Regions from separate parts of the Mus musculus genome. Here regions 1, 3 and 4 are each linked to region 2. The links are chromatin contacts, called in public promoter capture Hi-C maps. All regions are on one chromosome and are shown on one strand. The core of a region is the stretch at or near the end of the contact, and the rest is flanking DNA. Distances in the headings are between cores, read along the strand shown. Region 1 overlaps Lamc2 (laminin, gamma 2). Region 2 overlaps Lamc1 (laminin, gamma 1). Region 3 has its middle 18 kb from the start of Lamc1. Region 4 overlaps Lamc2 (laminin, gamma 2).

Region 1 (2,728 bases), core at 126-2,625, 110 kb before region 2:
ACCTGCAGATCAAACTCTAGAATGAAGAAAAAAAGAAGAGAAAAGAAAAAAAAAATTGCCACAGAGACAACTGAATGAGAGTGCCTGGTGTTCTGAGGAAAAATTCCTGAAAGGGACCGATTACTAGCTAGGGGTGAGATGCTGCAGCTGGGATTAGCCTTTCTTTCCCAAGAGAAAAAAATCTCAAAGGAGCCACTGAGGGAGCTGTCAGCTTGCCCTAGGTCCCCACCACTGCAAGGATATCAACATCCAAAGTAGACAAAGAACAGGTGACTCTCTTTAAAGACTGAAGATTTAAGTCCAAGCCTGAAGCCAAAGAGCAGAGTTGGGGTGTAGTCACAGAGAGTTGGGTGTGGTTGCAGAGTTGGGGTGTGGTTGCAGTAGGTATAGAGGAACTTTCTATGAAGAGAATCCTAAGTCTTTAGAAATGATTCCCTTTTGTTTGCTAGTGAATAATGCTGACTTTTAAACCAAGTATCTTCAAGATACACCTCAGACTCCCTGGGAGTCACAAGTCATTACCTCAGAGAAGGCATATTGGAAGCAACCAAGCCACCCAAGGAAAGGAGACTATCAACACAGTTGTGACATACTGGGTATGAAGGACCCTAGAGATCGCCTGGTCCCCTTAAGTAGGACACAGGGATCTAGAAAGGTCACGCAGAGAGCTTGAGCTGGTCCTAGGGTCCAGTGAGGATCAGAACTCAGGACTCCTAGCACTTAGGTGGAATGACTTCCACCACCTAGGTCAAGTACTAATGAGATCATCATTACCTTAGTAAGATAGTGACTAAGCATCTATTAATAACCCAAATACACCCACCATTTAAGGAGGCAAAGGAGCATTTAGATGAATCGTGACTGTCCCTTTAAATCTGGATCACACAGCACTAACCTCGGAGGTTCTTCAGGATGTTCTCAACTTCATAAAAAGTGGCATTGCCCATACTTAGCGCTTCTTGGGCTCTGTTTTTAGCAAGGTTGGCACGGGAAAGCAGCTGATCTGAAGTCTGTAAATAGAACAAGATCAGAATGAGTGCATTCCTGCTAGCAAAATCACCCTGACACAACTTTTCCGTGACACCAGAGTGCTGTGCTGTGACTCACCGCAGTCTAGGGGTGCTGGAGCAGAGCCCTCTAGTATCTGATCAGGAACAAACTTTGTAATATATGTCTTTTAGAGGAAAGTCTACAACTCTTTCCACCCTAAGGGGCAGGAATAGTTTTGCAAATCACAATCTTAAACACTAGCTAGTTCCTGAATCTAAGATAGACAGACTTGGACTAAAATGAGACCTACAAGACCTGGGTTCTCTTCCTAGGTTCAAATGCTGACTCAATGGGTGGGGTTAATTCCATCAAAATTCCAGTCTTGGTTACTCCCTCTGTAACCAGTGGCATCATGACCTTTGGAGGGTTTATGGTTGTGGCTCTGGCTATTTCCACCCATACAGTCGGCATTCAGTGCGTGCTTGCTTATTGGCTGAGCGAGCGGTTGACAGAAGGTACCTGTCTCCTATCCTTTCCAGTCTGTAAAAGCTGCCGTGTTTCTTTTTCCCAGTTCCCCAGATTGTTTCGCACACGCGTGAATGCATCCGTTTGTCTGGTCACCAGGTTTGAGAGAGAATCAGCCTTTTGTCTGATCCTCTTTGCTTCCACCTGTGGACACAAAGTTACAAATGAGTGTGACTGTCTGCTCACACGTCACCACACCTGCTTCAGGACCTACTGTCACCATTTGAAAATACTGGCAGCCTTAAGAAGCCAAGAAAGCAGACACTGGCCCTAACGTCCCAAAGCCTACCAGAAATGAGACAGGGTACCAAGGAAAGATAGGCAGTACAACTCCCAAGAATACAGTAAACTCTGCCTCTGGTCTTTTTTAAAAAAGTTGTTAAAAACAATTGCTTTATCTATTCACAGAACATATCTCTATGGAGATCACTGTGAGTGTCTTTAGCTGTTGGGTATGCAGGTAAACTTAATCCAATAAGGTTGTAATAGCTAGGGAGATTGATGGCAGAAAAAAAAAAGCAAGCTTTTTGATAGCAAAAGTCTTCTTCTTAGCAGTATCAAATGGATGTATCGAACTCCATTAAAATTCAATTTGAGGGTCTCAAAAAAAAAAAGAACTGGGGAGGAGGCATAAAACTTTCCTTGACTAAGGGGTTCAAGATTAAACATGCAAGTCATTTTCCCTTTCAGAGTCTAGACAACAGATGACAGGAAGCAACTGTCTCTTCCTAACACCAAGCCCAAAGTCCATGCTAGGTTTTAAACACGGGCTATCAGCCATGTGCTAATACGTGTTCATCTGGTTGACATGGGTGCTGGGGTATGTGTGTGTGTGTGTGATGGGAAGCCTTTGTGGGGTGTAGGAGGCCTCTAGACCATGTGAGCTCTAAAGACATTGTGCACACTTGCCGATCATTTCCTCTGTCCTCCTGAGACTCTGCTGCCCTTAGCAGGACAGAACCAACGCAGGTACTGTGCCTTTAACCGTCTGAAACACTAAAGAGAAGAACCTCTTTCCCCTAATAAGTAATGAGCAATGTGACACTGCCTGACACAGCCATTGTGAAGAAGAAGCTGTAAAGTTGAACAATCTTCTGCGATCTATAGAGAAGAAAGTCTCTGTGTCCATTTGTCCGGGTGGCATGCACACAGGATCAGAGGCCTCACCTGAAAGGACAGATCACTGACTCCCTGAAGCTGAGAGGCAGAATCC
Region 2 (2,700 bases), core at 86-2,585:
GTAGACTTGAGTTTCTACTTCATGTCTGCTGAAGGAATGAGTGAATGAACGAACAAATGAATGAATGAATGAGTGAATGCCCTACTGACAGCTTACCTTATCCTTCACCAGTCGGTAACAAGCCGGACACTCCTGGCAGCCAGGCCAGGACCGATTGTAGAAATAGTTCTCTTCACACTGGTCACAGCGATTGCCCACAAAGCCTTCCCTGCATTCACAACGGCCGTCCTCTTTACACTGGAGTGAAAGGGATCCTTCATGGTGACAGTCACAAGCTAAGGAATGAGGAGACAATTCCCATTTTAACTCGGACTGACTGTACCATCATCATGTGTACTTATGAAAAATTCACTTATGAGACTTTTAAATAGCTAAGTCCATGTAGCAGGCAAGATAGACATTTTAAAAGGAAAACTAGGTTGTGAAGTAATATGGGCAGCATGTGGCATGTGTGCATACATGTGCATGTATATGCTTACAAAGGTCAGAGGTCAACACTGGGTATCTGTTCATCTCTACCACCGTTTACCTAATTTCTGTTGTTTATTTTTGTGTGTGTGTATTTTTGAGACAGAGTCTCATTATGCAGCCCTGGTTGGCCTGGAACTCACTATGGAGACCGGGATGGCTTCAAACTCACAAGAGCTCTGCCTACCTTTACCTGGAATTAGGTCCAGGTCTCTAAAGAGCTGCTGTGTCAGCATTAAAGGTGTGTGCCACTGTGCCTAGATCTCCCTTATATTTTGAGACTTGCATCTCAACCCGAGCTGCTGGCCAGTGAGCTCCAGGGATCTACCTGCCTCGGCCTCGTTACAGATACACACCTGCCTTTTTATATGGGTGCTGGGGATCTGAACTCAGGCTCTCCTGCTCGAATGGCAAGCACTTTATCAACTGAGTCACCTCAGCAATCCCTTGGGGCACATGACCTCAATGTGGTATAAAAATTACACGAATGTCAGGCATGGTAGAGAATATGTCTCTGGGAGGTAGAGGAAGGGGAAGTGAGGTCAGCCTGAGCTACACAGAGAACACACACAGTATATTAAATGATGTAGCGCTCTTTCTCATATGCTTCTGGGACTCCTCTCTACTTTCATCTTTAAATTTCTCTAAGAAATAAGAAAACCCAAATGCTAACCTAACACTTCCTGCGCTTCTTTACAGTTTGTTTTCTCTTTGGAATTTCTACATTCCACACAAGAAATGAAGGAATTCAGAAAGCAAAAAAATCCAAACTGTTCTGATTTCCAGGCAAGTGTTTATGCCAAGGAGAAGCAGATGTTTATATGCAACCAAACCAAATGGGCTCCAAGGGTGGAGCCGAAGCAAGCCAATAGCGGCCGAGCAGAGCCACGGCTGCTTCTTTATCTGCAGAGCCGAGGTAGTCAGGAAGCCTTAATAAGCAGAGTGGACACGCTCAGTGCTTCAGGGGGGATTTTTTTTTCTTTAGAAAACAAAATTACAAGGAGAAATAAGTATAAAAAAACTAGAAAAGGAGACATCAACAGGGTGGTACCAGAGGAACCAAAGGCCCTCGATCTCCAGAGTTTTCTGATAGTCACAGGAGGTTTCTTTCGTGGCCACAGAGGCTATCAGGCCTGTAACGCACTAACTGGCATGGGAGACACTGCACTGCAAGTCACCATGTCTTACGTTTGCAGCCTTCAGGTCCAAACCCAAAGTGGTTGGTCTCACAGCGCTCACAGTGCTGGCCGGTGATGCCAGGCTGGCACTCACACTGCCCGGTGCGGATGTCACACTGCCCATTGGTGGAACCCAAAGCATGGCAGTCACACCTGAGGAGAAGCACAAGATGTTTCTAGGGTAGGAGGGGCAGAGAGTGGGCAACATTCTCATCTGGAAGACAGCACGCTAAGGACGACTCATCAGAATGTTAGGGGTTGTTCCCTTAGGTCCACACTAAACCCTACTGACAGAGAACTGGACAGACTCCCAGGCTGCAGCCCTGATGAGTCTGTCTCAGAAGAAACCTTGCAATCTGCATTTTGAAATGTCTGAGGGCTGGAGAGATGGCTCAGCAGTTAAGAGCACTGACTGCTCCTCCAGAGGTCCTGAGTTCAATTCCCAGCAACCCCATGGTGGCTCACAACCATCTGTAATAGGATGGGATGCCCTCTTCTGGTGTGTCTGAAGACAGCTACATTGTATTCACATAAATAAAATAAATAAATCTTAAAAAAAAAAAAAGAATTAGTGTCTGACACATCAGAACTGCCACTATGCTATCTATCCCTTCTGTCCCCTATTTACACAGCGCCTTTCCTGCATAAGACACTGGAAACAATTCCTAAGCAACCTCAAGCCAGCTGCTTAGAGTAGCTTGGAAAGATGTACTTCTTAAGACAAAGACAACAAGGATCACTTTACACAGACTCAAGTCTCACCTCTCGCAGCCTTGCCCGCTCTGCAGGTTGTAGTAGCCAGGGTCACAAGTACCGCAGTCGCGGCCAGACACATGAGGCAGACACTGGCACTGTCCGGTCACCGGGTTACAGCTGCTCTGTTGCTGCACTGTCCCGTAGGGATTGCAGGCGCAGGCTAGGGTGGGGAGACAGAGAAAGCAACAGATGCAAATCTCCAGGGAGAGCAGTAAAACCTAAGGCACTGGACCAGGTTCTCTAGGCCTGTGTTGTCTCACACAGAAGCCGATACGGCAGAGAGTCTTGTCTTGGCAGT
Region 3 (2,700 bases), core at 183-2,682, 110 kb after region 2:
CTTCTGGCCTACAAACACATACACACACACACACACACACACACACACACACATTCACATTCATACAGATACTACACAGACAGTTACACACACATGCACACTCATTAGTGCACGCACACACATTCATATACACACACATATTCATAATACACTGCACAGACACACACACTCATATATACACTACACAGACATACATACACACAATTCATATATACACGACACAGACATACACAAACACATTCACACACATATTCATATATATACTATACATACACATACACTCACATTCATGTATATATACACAGATATACACACACACACATACAACACACACACACACAACTTTTGAAAGGGCTCAGTAGGTAAGGCACATGCTGCCAAGCCTGACAACCTAAGTTCAGCCCCCAGAGCCCACAAGGAGAGACCTGACCCTCAAAGCTGTCTTATGCCTCCACACAAGCACCATGACACTTGTGTGCTCTTACATACATACAAAATAAATAAGTGTAATTTTTAATTATAGAAAGGAGAGGCTCTAGCTCAGTGCCTGCCTAGAATACACAAGTTCCTGTGTTCAATACCCATTACTGAACAAAAATGTTTTTAAAGATTCCTTTATCTTTATTGTATGTGTATGGGTATATGTCTGTGTATCACATACATGCCTGCTTTCCGGAGACCAGAAGAGGGTGTCAGATGCCCCTGGAACTAAAGTTAAAGAGAGTTCTGAGCTGCCATGTGAGTGCTGGGACTTGAACCCAGGCTCCTCTGCAAGAGCAATCAGTGCTCATAACCACTGAGCCATCTCTCCAGCTTCAAAAAAAAATGGTTTTGAGGGGAGAGAATCCAAATGTAAGAAGCATGATAAACTATGACAAACTAAAGATATAAGGAGCAACAAGTACCTCCTAGGTGCTTCTTGGCTTAAGTAAGAGAACAATAAGAAAAGTATTTCTAGCTTCTGGTAGGGGTGGCTGGTTAGGGGGTGACAGTCACTGAAGTAGGGAACACAACAGCTGGAAACTAAATCTAAGTTCAATTTTTAACAAGTTCAGCTTGATCATAACATCGTGTTAGATGCAAAATAATACATAGTATCTAAACTTGAAATTTCTAGTAATTTTGTGGGAGACAAATAATCCATTAGAATTCAATGTAACAAGAAGCTAAATACAGCTATGTAACGAATGGAGTTAGACTCATTAAAGTCATACCCCTGTAGCAGATAAACTCCAAAGTGTCTTAAGCAACACAAGTTCGTCCAGAGCAACAAGGTTCAGAGAACTCTTCAAAGCCATTCCAGAAATGTGGTATGTTTAGACCATTTCATCACAAGTCGTTCCTGGCTGCCAACAGAAGACAGAGTTGGGTCATACAGTGACTCAAGGGGTTTGGAATTAGCTCTTTGACCAGAAGTCACATGGTTCCATCTGATTGGGAAACACGATTGCACAACTCAACATATAAATCTCAGTGTTCAAGAGACTGAGGCAGGAGGATCTTGAGTTTGTGGACAACTTGGGCCAGAGATGTGGGAGGAGAATTGGTTACTTTCCTGTTATCATGATCATAACTGAGGGAACTTATAACAGAGAGCTTACTTGGGCTTACAGTTGCAGAGGGAGAAGAAAGAGTCTGTCCTGGTAGGGAGGAATCCAGCAAGATGCTATCAGGCTTAGGAAGCTGAGAGGGCATATCTTCATGTACTAGCACTAAGCAGAGAGAATGAACCAGAAGTGGGGGAAAGCTATATAATCTCAAAGCTCTCTCCAGGTGATGTACTTCCTCCAGCAAGGCTGAGCCACATAAACCTCCCTAAACAGCTCTACCAACCTGGAACTGAGTGTTCAAATACCCGATGCTATGAGGATGTCTTAGTTAGGGTTACTAGTGCTGTGATGAAACACCATGACCAAAGCAACTTGAGGAGAAAGGAATTCATTCAGCTTATGATTCCACATCACAGTTCATCATCAAAGGAAGTCAGGACAGGAACTCAAGCAGGGCAGGAACCTGGAGGCAGGAACTGATGCAGAAGCCACGGAGGGATGCTGCTTACTGGCTTGCTTCCATGACTTGCTCAGTCTGGTTTCTTATGGAACCCAGCCCAGGGAAAGTCTCACCCACAATGGACTGGGCTCTCCTACATTGATCACTAAATAAGAAAATGCCTTACAGCCCGACCATATGGAGGCCTTTCCTCACTTTGAGGCTTCCTCCTTTCAGATAATTCTAGCTTATGTCAAGCTGACAAGACAGGGGAATATTATTCATTCAAACCACCACAGGGAGTTTGTTGACACCATTGGAGTGATTATTTAATTATATGGGGACTTCCTTCACCAAGTAGCCATACTTGTGCTGGAATTTGAAAGTACCTTAGAAGTTATCCATTGAAGAAAGCAGATGCAAGTCCCTCTGGAGAAATATCATGAGAAGAGACACTAAAAAATAAAAACCTAGAGAGACTGCAGATGTCTAGGGAATGGCGAAAAGAAATTGGCAGTTACAGGAGAGAATTTTCAAGGAAGTAGAATAAAATAAGATTATGAACTGGGCACCTGGGAGGCTGAGACTCAAGTCTGAGGCTAGCCTGGGCTACATAGTAAGATCCAGGTCAGCCTGACCTATTAGAAGACTCTGCTCCAAAAACAGTTCCTGAGCTGGCCAGCCTTTTGTTCCAGCACTCAGGAAGTAGAG
Region 4 (2,700 bases), core at 58-2,557, 84 kb before region 2:
AATAGGAACCATCCCTGATTCTTGGGGTTTCAAGGTGGGGAACAGCAACAGCAGTGATGTATAATGGCAGCCATGCTGGAACACCCCCATGGTGCCTCTTTCCCTTCCTCGACTTCAGGCACTGAACCCAGCCATGAACAAGACAAAGTTCTGGTGAGAGGAAAATCCAAATGCTGATAGCAAATGTGAGAGCCAAAATAAAAGTAGACTCATATATGCACAGTGGGGGAAATAAGGGGGGGCCCTGGAGGAGATGATGGGACACGTGGTGCTCCCTCGAGTGCTTCATAGCTTTGTAGGAAAAGGGATGAACACAACACATACTGCTCCTTCGAAGCAGGGGTTGTGGCTAGAGTGTGGGAACCAGGAAAACAACGAGAAAGTGATCTAAAAGGCCAGAGAAGGATAGAAGAGAGTAATCTATGCAAAGGCCCAGAAGAAAGAAAGTCTAGACAATGGCTAGGGTAGTGCCAGTAAGGCCAGGAAGATGTGCCTGTCTGGGCAAAGGACTGTAAATAGGAGTGTCAGGGAAGTGACATTATCAAGCCTAGTCTATTTTCATTTAATTTTTGTCTGGAGTATAAAGAACTCTGTAGCTACTAGGTATTATAGCTAATTAGCATATGTTTCCTTTCCATGAATCCACAGCTTAGCATCACCTAGGTTTGAAGGCTGCAATCCAATGGTCTGTATTCAGTCAGAACTAACATTTTCTACTGCTGCAAACTGCCGGTCAGGGGCATGCATTTCTGGTTATTCGTGCTGAACCCAGAATCAGACTTCAGGAACCAAACAGAACCAAGTGGACTTGTGGATAGAGATGCCCCATCTTTTTCTACTATCCATGTCCCCAAACCAGGATCCTCATGATGAAGGCCAAACCAGAGGGAGGAGAAACAGGACATTTTAAACTGACTTGTTGAAACTCCTACTTTATAACTCCAGTTCTGTGGAGACGGAGGCAGGAGAACATTTGAGGCTAGCCTGAGCTACATAACAAGGCCTTGTCTCAAAACCAAAACAATAAAGCACACAATAATACTAAACAAAAACAAAAAAAGCAAAACAAACAAACAAAAAAATCAGGGAGAAAGGAGGAGAATAGAAAGGCAGAGGGGGAAGGAGGCTTATACTGAAGTCATTCACCAAACCATACATGTTCCTAGCACACTGTTTTTCTACTACAAAAGCGAAATGATGCATAAAACATTAACAGTGTCAAACCAGGAAAGGTCTTGGGGGGACGGTCCTTGAGACAAGTGGCCCAGACAGCTGCCTAAACTCATCAACAATATTTCAATACCAGCAAACAGCCAAAAAGCCACTGGCCAGAATTCTATCTGGACTTTGCTCCTGGCTAGCATGCCAAGTTATTACTAAGTCAAGCTTGTTTTGCCTGTCATGTAGTATAACAATTGTTGGAAGGACAAGTTTTGCAAAAGAGTTTATTCAGGATGTAGCCACAGGTGGAAATGAGTTTGGAGCTATTCATGGGCTGATGTATGGGGACAGGTGGCTGGAAGTCAGTCAGCCGTCTGAACGTGTGCAGCCGCTGCCCTCAAGACCCTCACTGCAGAGGTGTTATCTATTCCTCCAAGACAGATGCTGCTCAGAAGCAACTTAGGCAAGTAACTAGGAGCAGTGAAGTCTAGAAGAGCAATAATTAAGAGCAAGCTAAACTTAGAAAATGAGTAAAAGCTGGCTAAGTCTTGAAAAGTAGTAACTAAGCAGGTTAAGTCTAGAAAAGCAACAGCTGGGGTCTTGCTAGGTCAAGAAAAGTAACGAGAGCAGGTTAAGTCTAGGGTCCATCATTACCAGAAACATTGGGCAGGCTGCTGATGTCAGCAGATGAAGCAGTTTAAGCCCAGAGGGTTTAGTTAGCTTTTCCCTTGCTCTCAAAAATTCCTCTGCCAATTTTCTTTCTGGCAAATTATTCACCACCAGACTCCCCCTGCTACCTCTAAGCTCTGTACCTCTGTGATTGCTGTGTGATAGGCAGCGTACATTGAAGGAAGACAGTCTGAGTCCTCCTTCAATAAAAGAATCTGAGGGTGGAAAGCAGGTGTTTCAAACAAAAGGAGCCAGCAATTGGGCAGAGAAAAAGTCTTCTACACAAAGTTTGCTGAGGTCCAGTGGGTCCCTGGTTGGAATGGGGGAGAAGCCTCTGTGTCCCTCTTGGTTCCCCAAGGAAAGCCAAATGCATGCATCCAGGTGCCGAATCTCTGGGTCTCCAAACGGGCTCTATCATTACCAGTAGCATTGGGCATTTGAATTTTTCATGGTTTAAGTATCTTCTTATTAAAATGAGTGTAATGATAATCCCAGTTGTATATAGTATTTGTATAATGATAAAATTAAACAGCCCCACATGAAGAAGTCACAAAAGTATATGTGGGTGTCATTATTCCCTTGGTAATAGCAATGGTGGAGTAAGGATGCTATGACAATTAATCTTGGTTGTCAACTTACACCCGGGAAGAGGGAACTACCTCCATGAGAATAGCTTGTGGGCAAGCCTATGGGGTATTTTCTTGACATGTAACTGGTATAAGAGAGCCTGGCCCACAGTAGGCAACACCATTCCTAGGCAGGTGGGTTTGGGCTGTATGAGAAAGGTAGCTGGGGCTGGAGAGATGGCTCAGAGGTTAAGAGCACTGACTGCTCTTCCAGAGGCCCTAAGTTCAATTCCCAGCAACTTCA

Evidence for each region. Capture Hi-C pulls out chosen DNA fragments and counts their contacts.
Region 1: a promoter capture Hi-C map of adipose tissue shows a contact between it and region 2. The contact joins two enhancer-like sites. A contact is called at or near these places in 9 of 484 Hi-C or Micro-C datasets (the N1E-115 cell line, cortical neurons, embryonic fibroblasts and 6 more), 3 of 115 datasets of contacts at active chromatin or transcription factors (embryonic fibroblasts, embryonic stem cells and fibro-adipogenic progenitors) and 2 of 9 other capture datasets (adipose tissue and pancreatic islet).
Region 3: a contact with region 2 is called in a promoter capture Hi-C map of adipose tissue. The contact joins two enhancer-like sites. A contact is called at or near these places in 1 of 484 Hi-C or Micro-C datasets (the G1E-ER4 cell line), 4 of 115 datasets of contacts at active chromatin or transcription factors (embryonic stem cells, heart atrium, large pre-B cells and 1 more) and 3 of 9 other capture datasets (adipose tissue, liver and pancreatic islet).
Region 4: a contact with region 2 is called in a promoter capture Hi-C map of adipose tissue. The contact joins two enhancer-like sites. A contact is called at or near these places in 7 of 484 Hi-C or Micro-C datasets (cerebral cortex, embryonic stem cells, muscle stem cells and 3 more), 1 of 115 datasets of contacts at active chromatin or transcription factors (embryonic stem cells) and 4 of 9 other capture datasets (adipose tissue, embryonic stem cells, liver and 1 more).

What each region holds. Positions count from the first base shown.
Region 1 is chr1:153,129,141-153,131,868 of GRCm38.p6, forward strand. It overlaps Lamc2 (laminin, gamma 2), which reads right to left. Exons shown (of 24, transcript NM_008485.3): 18 at 2,683-2,728; 19 at 1,510-1,659; 20 at 896-1,010; 21 at 1-16. Among named protein-coding and RNA genes, the nearest start is that of Lamc2, 56 kb to the right of the region's middle. Within about 2 kb of position 1,376, at least 126 of the 459 cell types and tissues checked have an H3K27ac peak or open chromatin away from gene starts, as enhancers often do. A contact at or near this core is called in adipose tissue, where this site is marked.
Region 2 is chr1:153,240,221-153,242,920 of GRCm38.p6, forward strand. It overlaps Lamc1 (laminin, gamma 1), which reads right to left. Exons shown (of 28, transcript NM_010683.2): 15 at 2,409-2,562; 16 at 1,657-1,799; 17 at 97-275. Among named protein-coding and RNA genes, the nearest start is that of Lamc2, 55 kb to the left of the region's middle. Within about 2 kb of position 1,336, at least 7 of the 459 cell types and tissues checked have an H3K27ac peak or open chromatin away from gene starts, as enhancers often do. A contact at or near this core is called in adipose tissue, where this site is marked.
Region 3 is chr1:153,349,854-153,352,553 of GRCm38.p6, forward strand. No RefSeq gene overlaps it. Among named protein-coding and RNA genes, the nearest start is that of Lamc1, 18 kb to the left of the region's middle. Within about 2 kb of position 1,433, at least 25 of the 459 cell types and tissues checked have an H3K27ac peak or open chromatin away from gene starts, as enhancers often do. A contact at or near this core is called in adipose tissue, where this site is marked.
Region 4 is chr1:153,155,889-153,158,588 of GRCm38.p6, forward strand. All of the region lies in intron 4 of Lamc2 (laminin, gamma 2), which reads right to left. Among named protein-coding and RNA genes, the nearest start is that of Lamc2, 29 kb to the right of the region's middle. Within about 2 kb of position 1,308, at least 7 of the 459 cell types and tissues checked have an H3K27ac peak or open chromatin away from gene starts, as enhancers often do. A contact at or near this core is called in adipose tissue, where this site is marked.